Regions from separate parts of the Sus scrofa genome. Here region 2 is linked to region 1. Evidence: chromatin contacts called from public HiChIP or PLAC-seq data. All regions are on one chromosome and are shown on one strand. Each heading gives the region's core, a stretch centred on a gene start, on an enhancer-like site or on the middle of the called end of the contact. The rest is flanking DNA. Distances are from core to core; before and after follow the strand shown.

Evidence for each region. HiChIP or PLAC-seq counts read pairs in DNA pulled down with a chosen protein or histone mark.
Region 2: a contact with region 1 is called in an H3K27ac HiChIP or PLAC-seq map of skeletal muscle, with 2.2 times the contacts expected there. The contact joins two enhancer-like sites. A contact is called at or near these places in 3 of 47 Hi-C or Micro-C datasets (fetal heart ventricle, fetal skeletal muscle and heart right ventricle) and 1 of 2 datasets of contacts at active chromatin or transcription factors (skeletal muscle).

What each region holds. Positions count from the first base shown.
Region 1 is chr6:131,909,601-131,913,237 of Sscrofa11.1, forward strand. All of the region lies in intron 6 of ADGRL2 (adhesion G protein-coupled receptor L2), which reads right to left. Among named protein-coding and RNA genes, the nearest start is that of ADGRL2, 450 kb to the right of the region's middle. Within about 2 kb of position 1,426, at least 4 of the 83 cell types and tissues checked have an H3K27ac peak or open chromatin away from gene starts, as enhancers often do. A contact at or near this core is called in skeletal muscle, where this site is marked.
Region 2 is chr6:132,259,780-132,263,172 of Sscrofa11.1, forward strand. ADGRL2 (adhesion G protein-coupled receptor L2) reads right to left here. Exons shown (of 27, transcript XM_021096387.1): 3 at 1,822-1,996. Among named protein-coding and RNA genes, the nearest start is that of ADGRL2, 100 kb to the right of the region's middle. Within about 2 kb of position 1,577, at least 5 of the 83 cell types and tissues checked have an H3K27ac peak or open chromatin away from gene starts, as enhancers often do. A contact at or near this core is called in skeletal muscle, where this site is marked.

The DNA.
Region 1 (3,637 bases), core at 176-2,675:
ACACAGTTTAAAAAAATGATAGGCTTTTAAAGCAGAGGAATGAAATTTCTCCGTGGAAGGCACCAGTGTAATAAAGAAATAACAATTCCACACAGAGATAATTTGCTTCAAAGTAAAGACACAGGGAAAATAGTTTTCAACATGATTTTTCTATGTAGTACATTGCAGTGTAGTTAAGAACTGATTAAATATAATCCACATAAAACAGAAATATTCTATCAACTCAAGACCTTTTGAAAATCTTATAGACTCACCCATTATGTGAAGAACTGGCATCACAGTATTTAATGTTAAGAATAAATGATTAAAATTAGAACTCACTTCATGAACAAAACAGGTAAAATTCTTTTCCTCTCTCTACAGATAGACACTATTTACCATCCTCTACAAGAGAAAGCATTAGTTAAATGCAAGGTCACCTAGACAGCCCCAATCAGCCAAGAACCATTTTTGACAGTAATTGGGGTTAGATTATTCTGTCATCTAAATCCAGTGAAATAATCTGCTTGAGGTGGGGACTGATGTAAAAATACCTACAAAATGAGGCAAAATGTGTACAGCCAAAAATTTCATGGTCCAAAGGCAGGAAATACCTTTGAGAATAAAATAGAGATCAAACACATTATATCATTTTAAAAATCAGTTTGACAACAGATATCTTAATCATTCATATTTTACATTTTAAACTTGCATGTGCACTAATTTTTAGCCCATAACTGTCAAAAGTACTGCTGTATACAAACAAATAATATAAATTTGTTAAAGTAAGTACATGGGTGTACACGATCAAAAAAAGAATTAAAGAGCATTATCTAATAATTGAAGAGGCAAAACTAAATTCTTTTTTATTAGGACTCTCACAATGGTTTTTTTTTTTTTTTTTTTTTTTGCCACTACAATGGTTAAGTCTTTATTATTTATCCAGAAAAAGATACACACTTGTATCTGGTTTTGTTCTAACAAAATAACATGTGTTTGAATGGATGTAAGTCCAAAGTTAACCATCTTTTCAACCTCTCCTACCTATCTTGTCTAAGAACTAATGGTTTTTATCTGTTTCTTTTTACAGATACCAGATTAAAAAAAGTTTTGAAGTTACTTCATGCACCTTAAAACAGAATTAAGATGTGGTCATGGAAGGAAACTGCTGCTTAACCTGCCTGGTTTTAAACTTCTATTTCTATTTTTATCAAAGTATTGAATTTATCCTAAACTCTCCCAAAGAATTTTCAGCTTTTTTTAAGAAGGCTTTTTTTTAAGCAGCTAATTTCAATACGGAAATTCAGAGATTAAGGTGTAATCCCGTGTGTGAATTTTAATGTTTATAATGTACTCCTCACAGATTGGAAAAATCAATGACAAGACCAACAGGGGCCCGTTTTGCTCAGCATACGTTTTTCTTGTCAGGTCGTGATTAATGCTGTGCTCTGTAGAGGGAGACATTACATCCGGGCTAAAACAGACCTAAATTTTACCCTCAGGCAGAAATCTGATTTAAACATCTCTATTTAAAGTGACATTTGTCCTCCCTTTTCAACTGGTTTCCCCAGAAATTCCAGGAAGTTGACTTCATGACCTAAAAACAGCCGGGTGGCTCTGAGTAGCAGTTGTGCCTGTTCTGCGCTTTGGGAAATCTGGGCGCCACAATGGATCCAGGTGGTAGTAAAACAGGTGCCCAGCTATCTACTCCGATGACTCCCATGCCACTTTACTGCTACAAGAATTTAAGATTTAGAGTTCTGTATAATCCTCAAGTAGGAATAATTTCTAATATGTTTCTTTGGCTGATAATAATCTAACCTGGTCCTACTGATGGACCAGGTTTCTCCTGATGGATAAAATTACATCTGGTTTTTCACTACACGGATTTGAAATACCAACTGATTACAAATTCTCGAAATCCAGAAAAGCAACCATGTCATGCAACAGTGTTCACAAAAACAAAAATGGAGGGCAAAAAGAACAAAAATGTTCACATAATGAAAGTCACCAAGTAAACAAGATGTATGCATATAAAAACAGGCACCAATATCCTTACAATGTGAAACATGGTAACTTTTGCTATTATTAAGCAATTTAGAGACTGCTGGAAGTTCCTACCAACCAAGGTAATCTAATTTCTGCTGCTTTTCAAAGTAAATTGATTTTTTTTTCCTTTTAGCGTTCTGGTAATTGAACAAATTTATACAACTGTGATGGGATTTTACTTACCACCACACAATGCATAAAATCCTTTACGAAGACAAACTATATTACTTCATAAAACTGCATTTTTGTTGTAATTAAATAAATTGTACTTAAACTTGCTCTGTGATTCCAAAGCAATCAATAGCATTTTGCTCGAAACTGTACTTTACTTGCAGGTATTAAGCACTTGGTCCCTTCATTCCCTCTACTTTTTTTTTTTAAAGAAGATTTTTATTTGCAAAATACAGAAATTCTTTGGTAAAATATAGTTTTTAAAAAACAGTTGTATAAGAATATACTGAAAAGTAAATCAACTATACTTCAATTAAAAAGAAGAATATATTGGAGAGTATCTTCAAATTATTGCCTACAGTTAATCCATTATTAAAGTAACCTAAAAAGATTTTTAAGGATTTTTGGTTATTTAGGACCTTTTCTTATATGGCACAGTGAGCCACTGAAAAAAATTCCTACTTACATCAACTTAAGGGATTTTCACAATGTATAATATATTTAACAAAACCTATATACTCAACTCAAAATATCATATTGATGTCCTGAATAAAATTTAGGAATGAGATCCTAGTTATAGATACTCCTTTAAAAGTTATCACACTAGGTCAAGAAAACTGTCATTATTTTAGGATTCTAATTCCGTAATTCCAATAATTAACTATCTCTAAATTAATCCATGTCCTTAACTTTTATTTTAAGGCTTTAAAAAATAGTAACAATCACTACTTGACCAATCTTGAGTAGTAAAAATATTTTAGATAACAATCTTAATTTTTCTGATAACATCAAGTCTAATTACAGTAATATGGGTGATTAAGTACTTTTCAACCTTTCAACCTTCAATCAAAAATTATTTGGAGAGATGAATATTTGGGTGGGGCTACAGACTAATTAGTGTTATGTAATAAAGTCAATTATGATTTTAATCTATCATTAAAATAGAAATGTTTTAGTCTTTCCTGAAAATAGTTACAAAACAGATATCTATTTAGGTACTGTGAAGTAATACTTAAACAAATTACCTTAGTAACTGATACAACCAAAACAAACAGGATTTTAAGTCCCTTCCAAGTCCAGCAGCTAAAGTTGCTATTTTTAAATAGCAATCCTATGACACTAAATTCTCAAATGTCCAAAACTACATACAGTTAATCTATGCTAAACTGTGCAAGTGGTATGGGTTCTTATTAAAATGACAATAGATTTCTCTTAGGTAGGGATAAGCGTGTTTAGCCCATACCTTAGAATATAAGACTCTCTTCATCTCATACTACACTTGTCAGTAAACTCAGTGTTATTGAATATTTATTCACAAAAGTTAGGTCAAATAAATATTTTGATAGAAAATAGAGCTATAACATTTTATTACTATGGTGTGCAGATTTCTAGTTACCTCCTGACCTTCCCAACATCTCAATCTTAGCTCATATATTCC
Region 2 (3,393 bases), core at 327-2,826, 350 kb after region 1:
AAATCAAGAACATGAGTGTTCTTACCCTCACATATTTGCTGAAGTTAAGATTACTTCCACTTTAGCAATGAGAACAATAAGAAACTCATTTTTATATGGTTATGCAGGTATTCACTCATTCAGCAAATATTTATTGATTGCCTACTCTGTTTTTAGTTAAAGAAGACATGGTCCCTGGCCATGAAGAACTCATAGTTCAAACTACTGAGAGAATGGCCTAATTACAAAGGGATAAGGGCAGATATAGATCTGTAAACATGTTGTGTTACATATTATGGATGCAGTAGTGTATCAGGGTCTAGAGTTTTCTTTCACAAACTTTTCCCATGAGTCTGCTTGGAGACTATATAATTTAACAGGTAAATAGGTATTTGAAGGGGAAGGTCAAGGACCAGCTGCAGGAACACTGCCTCCATTGGTATTTCAAGGCTAGCCCAGAAGGAAGCATCCTCCTTTTTATCACACATGGTTACCCACTAAAGTCGAATGCTCTGATTTGGGTCATACTCATTGGGAGTATTTGTGAGCAAAAGGCATTAGCATTTACATCTAGTTCTCTCTTAGTGGAAGCAAGCTGTCATAGACTTAATAAACATGTACTCAAGTGTTTATAAACCATCATTCAGAGCAGAGGGTAATATTTCCTTTTCTTTTATGTCTTTGTTAGGGACACCTCCTTCCCCACTATTTTTAAACTGGGGTGTGTCTACATCCTGCTTCTTTCATAATAGTCTGTTTAACCTCTTTAATAGTTTTGTCTGCCTAATTAGTGGGCTAGCCCCTAACTCCTGAGGACGCCTTTACGTAATTTTAACAAAGAGATTATATAAACGCACACCCTGATGTCTCTTAATTAGAAATGTGACAAACAGATGAAGGCAATAATAGAAATCAGCAAATTTTTAAAAATTCTTCCGTAATACTACTAATTTGTTTGTAATAGCCTTCTAATTGTAGCACATAAACCAAGACAAATGTGGGTTGGACGATAGGTAAAAAGTATCCATCTTGTGTTTTCTGGTTAAAACAATAATAATTTCTACTTTTGGTACGGTTGAAATAAGGATAGAAAGCTACATCCCATGCCTTTGGCTGGCAAGTTTGTAATGTTCAGGTGCCTTTTCTAAAAGGTGGTCTTCCTTTTTACAATGTTTGTTGTCAGTGGGTAGCATTGTGTAGTCTAAGAGAAATCATAAGAGATGCAGGTGCCTTATGAATAACCAGATGGGAAAGGGAAGATGATCCAACTTCCTCCTAGACCCTATGAGTCAAACAGAAATGACAAAAGATTTTCCTTTGAAATGGTGAGGAGAGGGAAACAGAATTTTAAAATGTCTTGTATACAAATGACAGCAACGCCTTACATAAGCCTCTTTCCTAAAGACCGAAAACCTGTTTTCTAGAGCTTTTCCCCTCACCAAAATACAGCCCCAGTCTGCGATTAGACTCGGCAGCTGTTTAACAGTGCCAGAAACACTTAAGAACTTCCCAAATGTTTCCTTCAAGCAAAATAATATCCTCCAAAGAGCACACTCTGAATTCACCGCTGACTCAGAGGGAAGAGTGCCACCTATTGAATCATGTCCTCAGTATTCATAGCACCTGATGGGTCCTTCCCAGGCTCCCTTCCACACACCCACCAGCATATCCTGTTTCCTCAGAGAGCTGGATATAATAGAGCTCTGAGGTGGTCTGAAGTTCACATGCGTGTTCATATCACGCTCTATAATTTGAGGGAAACACATGAATTTTAATCAGTTTTTCAAACAACCAGGCCTCTCTTCTCATTTACCAGAATGGAAAAAAATTCACTTTTATTACCTTAAAGATGCCAAACAGTGCCATTTTATGACTGTGGGAAGCTGGAAGTCATTTCTGAACTCTTTTGGCAAGGGTGCTATGTAGAGCATCCAATTCAGTCCTTTAAGTGTCTTCAGAGAACTACCACACAAACTGTGATTTACTGTCTCCAGGAGTTAAAGGGACCCTTTCTACCCTGAAATTGAAGAAAGAAAGGTGAAGTGTGTTTAAGAAACATCCCATGAGGCTTGCAAGAATATGAGACAGCACAGAGGGAACCAGATGCTGAGAAAGTTTTGATAACCCACAAACAGTTTCCAACTTGTGATTTTAAATTTGGTTTAAAGTTTATAATGGTAGCCTTTAAAAACTGGGATGACTTTTGTATATTGATTGCTAGGTCTTCAGGCCACTTTCACCAACTTCTTACACTTCCTGTGTGGCTCCATTTCCCTCCAGTGTCCCTTGCTGTTCGCATTCTAAATAGGTTTGGCAAACTTCTGCCACAAATACAGTGTCATAGTTAAATCTACATATTCTGCATTAATATATATTTACTCACAAATATAAATACATAATACACACACACACACACAATCACACACACACACTTCCATACTATGGCAGCATTTGCATCTTTTTTCTTTTTAGAGCCCCACCTGCAGCATATGGAAATTCCTGGGCTAGGGGGTCTAATCAGAGCTGCAGCTGTGCCACTGCCACAGCAACGCCAGATCCGAGCTGCACCTGTGACCTACACCACAGCTCATGGCAATCCATGACCCACTGAGCAAGGCCAGGGGTCGAACCTGCATCCTCATGAAAACTAGTCGGATTCATTTCTGTTGTGCCACAACAGGAACTCTGACTCATGAATTTTTATGGTCATAAACACTAGGTCATTGGAGGCAAAAACCCAGTAAAAGAGAAAAAAGGTATATCACACTGTCGTGCCTAGCAAATGGTTGGCTCTCTATAAATATGTGATGAAATAATGAATGGATAAATCATACTATGGTGGAAAATAATTAGTCTATCACATCACAAATGAGAAGTTGGTTGAGTGTAAAAAAAAAATAAATGTTGTATACTCTTTCTTGACAAAAGTTGGTAAACTACTGACTTTAAGTAAAAGGCCACACTTTACTTCCCTTTATATTTTTAAGTTTTGATTAATAATTATCTAATGCAACTCTCAAAGGCAAGGATAATTTTTCTCTGGTTATAAACAACCCCACATCTTTCATGGAGAAATGTCTCTTCAGTAGTTGCATTCTTAATGGAGTATTATATTCATAAATGGTATCCCAAAGGCACTCATGATGGTAGCCTACAGTTTCTATGCCCCCATTTTAGGTGAAATTAATGTTTTCCTCAATGTTCTGGCTATTAACGAGGAAGCCACTATTTTTTTCTTATTCTGCCAAGTAGGTATATGTAATTTGATGCTTGGAGTGGCATAATATTAAAGTATTGGGAATACTATGTGGTCTGTTAGTTCTTAGGAACAGGATGATATATCTTTTCTGAAGTAGAAGAGTCACAGTTGGCAATATGTTTAAGATTTCATGCTGTTTTCATTGCTAAACCTAG